2 separate regions of the Mus musculus genome follow, and region 1 is linked to region 2. Evidence: chromatin contacts called from public HiChIP or PLAC-seq data. All regions are on one chromosome and are shown on one strand. The core of a region is the stretch at or near the end of the contact, and the rest is flanking DNA. Distances in the headings are between cores, read along the strand shown. Region 1 has its middle 440 kb from the start of Mir6352. Region 2 has its middle 150 kb from the start of Mir6343.

Region 1 (5,468 bases), core at 2,554-5,053, 400 kb after region 2:
GATCTTTGATATTCTAAGATGAAAAGGAGAGTGCATACTCAATTCACTTTAACCAGTAAGCCCAGGACCTGCACAAACATCTTATGATTTGCGTTATTTTTGACACTAAAGGCAGGATAAAAGGACACATTAGGAAATCATCCTGCTAATAATGTTGAGGTTTTAGCAAGTCATGTTCTACCTTGAAATTCAGAATCACTTTTTGCCAATTCCATAAGAAATGTGATCCTATGCTTTTGCAAAAGGTCAAAAAAAATTAAAAATAGTCCACCAAAACAACCAAAGCATTTCTTTGGAATTTCGTTCCTTGTGATGCCATTCACAGAGAGCTGCTTGCTAGAAATCTCCTCCTGTATTACTTTTCTCTGATCTGTGACAAGATGCCTGACGTGGCAGCCTAGGGAAGAAAGGATTTATCTTTGCTCACAGTTTAAGTGTAAGGTCCACTGTGGTGATGAAGGTGTGACAGAAGGAGTGACCTCAACCTGGAGGATTACTCTGGAGCCCAGAACATTGCATTTCAGGACAGCAGCCACACACAAGCCAGCGAATACTGAAGCCTCCTCCAGTTTCAGCAGTGGCTCAGTTTCTCCTCCAAGAGCCTCTTGTTGTCAGGATGCAGAAAGGCTTAGTAGAACTGTCCCTTGGAGTGTCCTCACATACATGTCAGGCATGATACTTGAGGGCTTAATGTCTCCCCTTCTGGCTTTCAGCCTCACTTTGACCTTACCCTCCATGTTTTTCTATTTCTCCCTTTTGGACTAGAGATGCTTAGCATGTGCCTGTCTTAACACTACACAGTCCTTTCATACATCCAGAAATGAGGAACTTTCTTTCAGTTTTCCGACAGGGCTGGGAACCCATTTTGCATCTAGCTTACAGAAAACCACCAGAGGAGTTTTGAGCGGTGCTGGGACACCTAGAACTTCAGGTATTCTCGAGGACTGCATGAGTGCACTTTTCATTGTGAAATAAACAGGTGTCGCTGAAAGCCAGGTGTTGAATGGTCTAGGTTGAATGTTGTTGATTAGCCACTTAAAGACGAGATCCCTATTAGAAAATGATGAAATCTTTAAGAGGTGGAGCCTCATGGGCAGACTCTTGAAGTGTGTTGTCAATACTCAGCATGTCCTTCCATCTTTTTTATATTTTTGATATGAGATGACTCTTTGTTACTACCACACACATCCCGAATTTTCCATCTAGTACTTGCTGGCCCCAAGGCCCAAAGCACATGTCAATACAATCCTCAGCCAGAGTTACTAGAACTGTGAACCAAGAGAAGCTTTTCCTCTGTAAATGAACTGTCTTGGGCGTGTTGTTACAGTGAATGGAAGCTATCACCATCCAAGAACCAATAAAATCCACTTGGAATTCTTTGAAATCCCCAAGCAACTTGGAGAATATTTGTGCTCCTGGATGAAGATGAGCCTGTCTTAGATCCTTAGTATTGCTAGCCTTTTTTTTTGGGGGGGGGGGGGCGGGGGAGAGAAAAAATATTTTATAAATTTCCAATAAACTAAAAACATTCTAATACAAACCTGCTCAAAATTAGATCCCCAGATTGGATTGTTTAAAGGTAAAAACAGAAAGACCAAATGATTCTAATAGCCAAAGCAGTAAGAAAGGAGTTTGTGAAGGTGAACATGCTTCTCCTGCTGGCCAAAAGAACACCTTCCCTTTCTCTCTCCCCCTCCCCATCACACTCCCTCTCTCCTTCTCCCCTTTCCCTCTCCCCCTTCCCCATGCTCTCCCCCTTCCTCTCCCTCTCTCCTTTCCCCTCCCTCTGTCCCTTCCTCACCCTCTCCCCCTTTCCCTTCCTCTCCTCCTCCTTCCTCCTCCTCCTTTATCCTCTCCCTCCTCCTCTCTGTCTCCATCCTACCTCTAATTCTTCTCTCCCCCTCTCCTTTCTCTCTCCCTCTCTTCCTCACTCCCTGCCTCGCCCTTTCTGCCTTCTCTCTCTGTTCCCTGCTCTTTCTTTTCTTTACTCAGGCTCACCCACCAGACCCTATTTCCTGTCCTCAAGCAGAGCTTAGCTGAAAGCAAATAAACCCATAAATATTAACTAACAATGATGATGGACTGCTTCACTCCAGAGGAATTTGTAAGGAAAGAGAAGAGTGCATATGCACAGGTGTAACAAGGAAATGAAGCTATAAAGATGAACTGATCAACGCTGAGGTTGAGATTTAATCTTATGGTTTTGTTCATTGTTGGTTGTGTGTGTGCAATACCAATGTTGAATCTCAAAGAACTTACAGTGTACAGGAGTGAGGAAATACTGGCCATTTAGTCGGATAGTTTGGTTTGAGGTAGGATCTTCTTGTGTAACACCCACTGACTTGTAGTCCCCTTTGCCTTAAACTCAGCAACCATCCTTCTACATAGACATGTGCCACAATAGCAAGTTTCAAAAAAAAAAAAAAAGAAAGAAAGAAAGAAAGAAAGAAAGAAAAGAAAGAAAAATTAGTATAAAATGTTTATTTGGGAGATAGGAAGGGATTAGAGGCAAAGAAAGAAAGGGGACAGAGAAGAACAGAAAGCGAGGGGATAGAGAAAGAAGAGGCTGGGAACACACACACACACACACAGAGAGAGAGAGAGAGAGAGAGAGAGAGAGAGAGAGAGAGAGAGAGAGAGAGAGAGAGAGAGAGGATGGAGAGAGGATGGAGAGAGGACAGGGAGAAAGAGCTCACAAAATATTTTTATGTGCTAATAAAATATACACTTCAGTTCGGATCGCTACTGAGTTACCAAAGCATGGAGATAGCTTCTCTGAGGAGGGAATCGAGGTGCCAGAGAATGAGCAGGGAGTGGCCAGGCATTATTAATTGCTCATCTCCTATGTGGTATGTGGTATGCCTGCTCTACAGGTGTTGATGGTAAAGCTCAGAGCATAGCAGAGCAGGGCTTAGCCCAGGTAAACCAGCCAGTCATGACAGGCAGAACGGCATCCCTATCCTTTAGTCATAGCTCAGTCTTCCCCCTCCAAGATGGATCAGCGAGTGCACACTAATGGTGGGCCTCATTCTTCTTAGATGGAGCATGGATCATGTAACTGGAAAGATTCAGATCCAATCTGAACAGCATCACTATCATGCAAGAACTCAAACTTCTTCTTCCTTTGGGGGAGAATGGAAAAAGGTCATCCAAATCTTCAACCCCCCCCCCTGTAATTTATGGAAAAAAAAGTAGAACATTAGAAACACACTCCTGGTGAGTTTCTACTGGTACTCACTAGAAAAAGTACCAGTAATGATTTTATATTATTTTCAATTTTAAAAAAATCTTTAAATGTTAACCAAAAGAGGATCTGATTTCACCAAAGCTAGAAAGCAACTTGTCGACAACATTGTCCTTTTTAAATCCCCAAAAGTCCATTTATGGGGTCACGTAGTGAGTGTTTGCTTCCTATTATATTTGGTCACAGTAAGGGGACCTTGGGAATAGAAAGGTTAGCACTATAAAAGTTCTGTCATCAAATATGGCAAACCCTGGTGGAAGAGGCTGCAGTGAAAAGAGCAACTTGTTTTTGATGCAGTTCTGTGAGGGGACATGTTGGTCACCACATTCAGCCCTGAAAGCAAAGGAAAAAGCAGACCACCAGGCCAAAGAACTGGGCGATGATAGCCTTTGGATCGACTCTGTGATAGTCAACAGCCAGGTACCCAGACAGGCAAGTGGCTGCTGAGTTCCAAGAGAGAAATGACAGAGGTTGCCAGGAATTCAGGGAAGAGATAGGAAGGGACAGCACTGGAAGAGAAGCTGAAGCCAGAAACAAGTTGCAAAGCTTGATTCTTTTACAGCCATGGAGAGGTGCTGAACTATTTAGAGAAGATGCGCTACACGTCAGAATTGCTCTTTGGGTACACGACTGAAGATCTGGATGTGGATCAGGAAATGTTTACAGCAGGATTCGTATGACGAGAACATGTCCAAAGCAAAGGAACACACACACACGCACACAAACAAAAAGCTGAGTTCCACCATGTAAAATATGACCTCATTAACATACCCCTTGCTATGAAGAAAATTGGTGTTTCAACCCAGGTTGAACTAAAGTTTACCTTTGAATTGTTGCAAAATTGTTTAAGGGAAGTGTCGAATGGAGAGACTCTTTTATAGACAAGATTGCTATGCTTCTGCTTTTTAAAGAGAAGCTGCTTTTTTTCTTTCTTTCTGACTTCAGTGCAGTCCTGGGGTAACCATTTAAACATCAAAAATGTACTTGGATAATTACAAATATTGAATGTTAGTTATTCATTAAGGCAGACCTGGCATTTCACTGATCTTAAAATTATAAACCTGCAATGAAAAAAAAAAAAGCCTAACACATCAGTAATTTAGACCTGGCTTCTCTCCAAAGGTAGGGTTTACTTTACCGGCTTTAACTGATTTGCTCACAATGTTATCAGGCAATTTTGGAATTGTGTAGCCAAAATCTAAATGGCTTTTAATAGCCTCACAGAATTAATATGTCTTCTATAATGTGCACAATTTATTCCCTCATGCCAGTGCATTCTGGTTCACTGATTATTAGATTCTGGGATCATTTGTAGGAAAAATAGATGTATGAAAGATCTCTTGTAGATTTTCCCCTTTTTGTTTGATTTTGTTTATTTTCCTTGGGTCTCTTCTGTAGATAGTCATTCATTTCTCAAATATTGGGCACATTGTGTGCCAGATGTTGCAATGCATTGTGGGACCTGGGTGAAGAAGATTTAGTTCTTGTCTTCAAAGGATCCACCCTATGGTAAGGGATACTAGAAGAGAAATGAGATGTATTTAAAGGATGCAATAAATCCCGTGGCAGGAGCTTAACTCAGGTCTTGAGGAACATGGAAAAGCTAGCCCCAACCTGTGGACCTAGCTTCTCTGAGCATGGTTGTTTCTTTGAGAGCCTGATTAAAACCTATCACTGACAAAAGGCATTTTGGACAAAGAGGGAGACACAAACAAACAATATATGCTAGAGAAAGTTAATTAGCTAAGACTGAACAGCGGTGTTTTGTGTAGAAAATGGAAGAGGTGTGAACTGCCAACAGAAGTGAAGCATCTGACACAGGCTTTGCATTCCATGCTAAGTATCTTGGCAGCTGGGAAAGTGTCTGAACCAGAGTTCCAGGCCAGCCTCCAGCTTCCTAGGCAGAGGATGCCCTTTTTGTCTGTCCTCGTCATTCCCTGAAGGTGTTGGCATCCTGATCAAGTGACAGAGCAACAGTAGATTAGGAGAAATCAAGAGGCGAAGCCCAAAGATACAAGTTTCTGACCTGGATCTTGGCAGGGAGATCTTGAGAGGTAGTGGCCATGAAAAACTTAGGCCCAGGCAAGGTAGTACAGGCCTTTAACCCCAGGACTCTGACTTCAAGGTTGGCCTGGGACAAAACAAGTTCCAAGTTCAGGTGTGGTGGTACATACCTTTAATCTGGGCCACACCTTCTGCTAGAGACCTACATAAGGACATTGGA
Region 2 (5,645 bases), core at 824-3,323:
GAAAATATGTAATAAAAAAATTAAAAAATAAAAAATTAAAAAAAAGAAGTCTTTCCAGAAAACAACTAATTTACTATTAATCTAGTAAGTAAATTTGCAGATGAAGTAATTTAATAAACAATGGTATTACTTTTGCATCATGAGGGGAGATGAAGAAGAAAAAGAGGCACTTGTTTTATCTGAGCTGATAAGAAAGAACTTCACAGAGGAGGTGCATTTGATCAAGTTCCTAAAGAGAAAGTATAAGTCAACCAAGACTAAGAAGAGAAGGTGGCAAGAAGAATGGGTGAGAAAAAGATAGTTTAGGTATAAAAGAGTGTGATGGTTCGTATATGTTGGGCCCAATGAGTTGTATTATTAGGAGGTGTGGCCTTGTTGGAATAGAGGTACTAGGGTAGGTGTGTCACTAAGGACGTGGACTTTAATACCCTAGTCCTAGCTGCCTGGAAGCCAGTTTTTCCTAGCAGCCTTCAAATGAAGATATAGAGCTTTCAGCTCCTCCAGCACCATGTCTATCTGGATAGTGTTATGCTGACTGGACCTCTGAACCTGTAAAGCAGCCCAGTTAAATGTCCTTATAAGAGTTGCCTTGGTCGTGGTGTATGTTCACAGCAGTAAAACCCTAACTAAGACAAAGAGCTATATAGGAATGTGGTAATACTGCAAATGCCAGAGAAGTACCTGGTAGAGAAGTATGAGGTCCGTAGCATCAACTTAAAATCCAAGTGAGGTAGGTTTATATAACCCCAGAACTGGGAGAAGGGAAAAAGATTTCCAAACTTCATTGGCCAGCCAGCTCAGCCAAACACTGAGCAACTCTGTCTCCATAATCAAGAATATTTCATGAGGACTGGCATAGCTACTTAATAAAGGTCATTGTAGAGGATTTCTTTATGTTGTTATAATAACAACGGTGCTCCCATTCTACTAGTCATACATGTCAATACAATTGAGCTATATTCTATGAAATCTCTAGAAGGATTTTCAATGCTGACAGGACATAACTAGACTTACTTTGTCAGGAACAAGAAGCCTGGGGAGATGGCTCAGCAGTTAAGAGTACTTGCTGCTTCTATGAAGGATTATGGTTTAGTTCTTAGCTCCCATATAACTGCTAACAATATTTAGTAATTCTAGTTTAAGGGGATATAATGCCATTTTCTGGACTTCACACACACACTGCATACGTATGGCACACATGAACATATGCAAGCAAAACACTCATGAGTAAAATAAAATAAAATAATTTTAATTGAAACAAGAATAGCGTAGTCCTATTTTAAATAAGACAAGACAAGCCCATACTAATGACATAAAGTTGAAACACTCCATATAATAAAATATGAGTAAATGCACAAAGAATAAGGAAGCCAGAGAACATCCTAATAGCAACATCAAGTGGACTTGGCCAATCACTAACTGAACATGGATAGGATTGTTTCTTATGCAGATTGTCACATTGTATGCTTCGAAAAGACGTCAAATCTGTGGAAAAACAAAGCTCAATCTGAGGGCGTGTTAAATAGTGAATGTCAATGAGGTCTGTAACCTAATTGTGCCAAAGACAGTTAATTTAAAGAATCTGTTCCTTGGTCAATGGGTGATAGATACATTGGAAGTCACCAGTACCAAATTAGCTCTGGTTACCAAGGAGACTTTGGGAAGAGGAGTGTTAGCATGGGGACTTTTGTGTACGTAGAAATTTAGCAAAGAGAGAAATTATCACCAGGGGAGGCCAAGAGGAAAACTTCAGAGAAATAGGAGAAGTAGAGAAGGGTGAGGGTTAGAGAAAATAACAGGACTATAAAATGTAACATTGCTAAATAAGTGCCCTATAGAAAGAAAGAAAAAAAAAAACACAGAAACAAACAGAAAGGCTTTCCCTTTGACAACTTTTGTAAAAGTACAAACAGGACCGACGCTGAAGTGCCACTGACTAGAAGTTGCTGTCCTTGCAGAAACATATACAAAAAAGGACACAGTCACCTCTGAGCTTGTATTTAACAGATGCAGAAGGGGTGTCGAGAGATGGAGTCAGCATGAAGGCCAAGCTAAGAAGTTTGAACTATATCTCAGCGGCAGCATCAAAGCCTTGCAAGTAGGGCAGAGATAATTTCAGGCTTTTGCTTCAGAGAGAACATTCTGACAGCTCTGAGGAGGAAACATGGACTGGGGCCAACATGACAAGGGAGATAAGCTGAGAGCTTTAGGACATTTCAGCCAGAGAGAGGGAGACCTTCCTGAGGCCATAGCAAGTGGGCAGTCAACCCATGACTACTTTCTGAGACTTGCTTTTCTGTCTGATAATGTGGGGCTTCTCCCTGGATCCTACAGCTCCTGATAGCAGCCTGCCCAAGAGAGATCAGAATAAGGTTGTTCATTGTAGCGATATTGATATTGTATGATTGCCCTTGGCATTCACTGAGTCAAGATTCTAGTCTGCACTTCACCATGGCCTCAGCTCTAGTCTTAAGGACAGATGATGGTATGAAAACCATTGCAGAGTCCTTAAGATACAATCAAATATATTCTTTATTTTTTTATTAGGTATTTTCCTCGTTTACATTTTCAATGCTATCCCAAAGGTCCCCCATACCCACCCCCCAACCCCCTACCCACCCACTCCCCCTTTTTGACCCTGGCGTTCCCCTGTACTGGGGCATATAAAGTTTGCAAGTCCAATGGGCCTCTCTTTCCAGTGATGGCCAACTAGGCCATCTTTTGATACATATGCAGCTAGAGTCAAGAGCTCCGGGGTATTGGTTAGTTCATATTGTTATTCCACCTATAGGGTTCCAGATCCCTTTAGCTCCTTGGGTACATTCTCTAGCTCCTCCATTGGGGGCCGTGTGACCCATCCAATAGCTGACTGTGATCATCCACTTCTGTGTTTGCTAGGCCCCGGCATAGTCTCACAAGAGGGAGCTATATCTGGGTCCTTTCAGCAAAATCTTGCTAGTGTATGCAATGGTGTCAGCATTTGGAAGCTGATTATGGGATGGATCCCTGCATATGGCAATCACTAGATGGTCCATCCTTTCGTCACAGCTCCAAATTTTGTCTCTGTAACTCCTTCCATGGGTGATTTGTCTTCTGTGCTTTAGGAACATCATTTGTGTGGCATAATTCCTATCAATTATCCTATACTCAAACCCCTACCTTATGATAGAGTCAAAGTCAGCATTTATTTGGAAAATAGTGGAATTCACCTAGGGGTATGTTCCCTGACCCCGGACAACATGTGGAGACATTTTGATTTTAACAATCGGTCAGGAAGAGGCACATTGTTGTTGGTATCTAGAGAGTGAAAGATACTGTTAAGAATTCTGCAGTGTATTAGGTTTCTCTGCACCAAAGCCAACCTGACAACAAAGGACTATCAGGGCTCAGAGGTTAATAGTGCCAACGGTAATCAAGTACCCCAAAACTGGGATATTATTTTTTGAGCAACAGCATCTTGGCATTCCTTTTCATAAAGATGTGTATTTGTGGTTATCTCCTTTCACGCATGTGTGCTTCCATTACCAAGTAAAATACAAAGTTGACTGTCGGTTGGTTATTTTATGCCAAAGTTTAGTTTTAAAACTTTTTCCAACTTGCCAGTACTTTTCTAGCCATGTTTTAACCCAGTGTTTTAAAGCCCATGGAGCTGAATGCCTCTCCCTTCGTTGCATCTTTAGACAATGAACTGATAAAGCCCAAAGTAAAATATCCAAGTAGTTATTTTTACCATATTGAGGGTAGAATTATTAGCATTTTGAGTGCCCAAAGTTTCCTGTGTCAAGCACAAGGCTGATATACTATAAATGATAACTACAGTGATGTCCTGTTATAGGAATGGGCCCTGAGAGAAGAATACACTGATCTCCGCATTTGTGTAGTGAGACTGAGGCACAGATATGAGATATTTATTGTCTTTCTAGGATAGCGCCTTCTCTGTCTCCTGTTTGCTAAGAAAATAGATCGTGTTTGTGCTACAGCCTTCTTTCCCAGGATATTTCTAGGAAAGAACAAATTCTGGCAGGATTCAATAGGCCTGTGCCTTTATAAGGCAGGAGACAATTCACACTTCCCACAGCTACTAAAAATGCACTGGGTTTATATTAGAAATATAATCTGTACCCTCAGTAAAGCTCCATTTTTGACTCATTCTGACTTTTTTTCTAGCAATTATTTATGTTGTTAAAAAATTTTTGAACAAAACCCTGCACTTACCATGAACATAACATATATCTGTAAGGCAATATTTACCATCAACAGTTCAAGTAAATGGTTAGATTTTAAAAAGATTTTTTGAAAGGGTTATGTATTAAACACTGGCATAATCTAATGGTCTAGAATTAGTGACAGGTCATCCAAGGGTCCTGGGATGAAGGCTAAGCTCTGTGTATTCATCTCTGGGTAGTGTCCTCCCAGAAACTTTCCCAGGCTGCATGCAAATGCCTTTTTACATGTCTTCTTGATATTGCTGTCTGCACACTCACATTCTGGTTTGTTTTGACCTTGTAGATAGGTTATCATGAGTTGTAGCAAATACTTCATTCAGTTCTGGTGAAAATGCTGTAATATAAATATGATTATAAGGACCATTTTCACTGTCCTAGTGTATACTTGGTAATTTAACCTCCAAAGAAGGGACCTGTGCCCATCTAGGCAACAGACTGGATGAAGAAGTTCTGTCAGCTCTGCTGTGTTTACCTTTACCACAGCATGTGCCACATTACATTCGAATTATCTCTTTAGGTGGCTGTCCCCTCCACTAAAATGAGGACATTGGTCCAAGTGGTCCAAAGACCTCAACATAAATCCAGATACACTAAATCTCATAGAAAAGATAGTGGCAAATAGTCTTGAAAGCACTGGTATAGGAGACAATTTCCTGAACAGAACACAAATGGCTCAGGTTCTAAGATCAACAATTGATAAATGGGACTTCATGAATGAAACTTAAAAGCTTCTGTAACAAAAGAGCGCTGTCAATACGACAAAATGGTGGCTTATTGGTTGGGAAAGGATCTTTACCAGCCCTACATCTGACAAAGGGCTAATATCGAAAATTTATAAAAATAATAAAAAAAAACACTCAAGGAGTTAGACACCAACAACACAAATAACACAATTAAAAATGGGGTACTAAGCTAAACAGAGAATTCTCAACAGGGGAATCTCGAATGGCCAAGAAGCACAACTCTAAAATTCTAGCTTACTTCACTTTGAGATCAAAAACTCAAGTGACAGCACCTACTGTTGAAGAGATGGAGTGAGAGGAACACTCCTCCATTGCTGATGGAGTACAAACTTGTACAACCACTTTGGAAATCAATTTGGCAGCTTCTCAGAAAACTTGGAATACTTCCACCTCAAGACCCAGCTATACCATTCCTGAGCATATACCCAAAAGATGTTCCACCATCCCACAAAGACATTTGATCAACTATATTCATAGTAGCTTTATTTGTAATAGCTTTGTTTGTAATAACTAGAAACAACCTAGATGTCCCCCAACTGAAGAATGTAAAAAGAAAATGTTGTGCATCTATGCAGTGGGATATTATAAAGCTATTAAAAACAAAGACATCATGAATTTTGCAAGAAAATGGATGGAACATGGTGATATCATTCTGAGTGACGTAACATGCCTGGTA

The links. HiChIP or PLAC-seq counts read pairs in DNA pulled down with a chosen protein or histone mark.
Region 1: an H3K27ac HiChIP or PLAC-seq map of heart atrium shows a contact between it and region 2, with 6 times the contacts expected there. The contact joins two enhancer-like sites. A contact is called at or near these places in 4 of 484 Hi-C or Micro-C datasets (cerebellar granule neurons and cerebellum) and 1 of 115 datasets of contacts at active chromatin or transcription factors (heart atrium).

The regions. Positions count from the first base shown.
Region 1 is chr1:77,057,533-77,063,000 of GRCm38.p6, forward strand. No RefSeq gene overlaps it. Among named protein-coding and RNA genes, the nearest start is that of Mir6352, 440 kb to the right of the region's middle. Within about 2 kb of position 3,804, at least 4 of the 459 cell types and tissues checked have an H3K27ac peak or open chromatin away from gene starts, as enhancers often do. A contact at or near this core is called in heart atrium, where this site is marked.
Region 2 is chr1:76,656,323-76,661,967 of GRCm38.p6, forward strand. No RefSeq gene overlaps it. Among named protein-coding and RNA genes, the nearest start is that of Mir6343, 150 kb to the left of the region's middle. Within about 2 kb of position 2,074, at least 5 of the 459 cell types and tissues checked have an H3K27ac peak or open chromatin away from gene starts, as enhancers often do. A contact at or near this core is called in heart atrium, where this site is marked.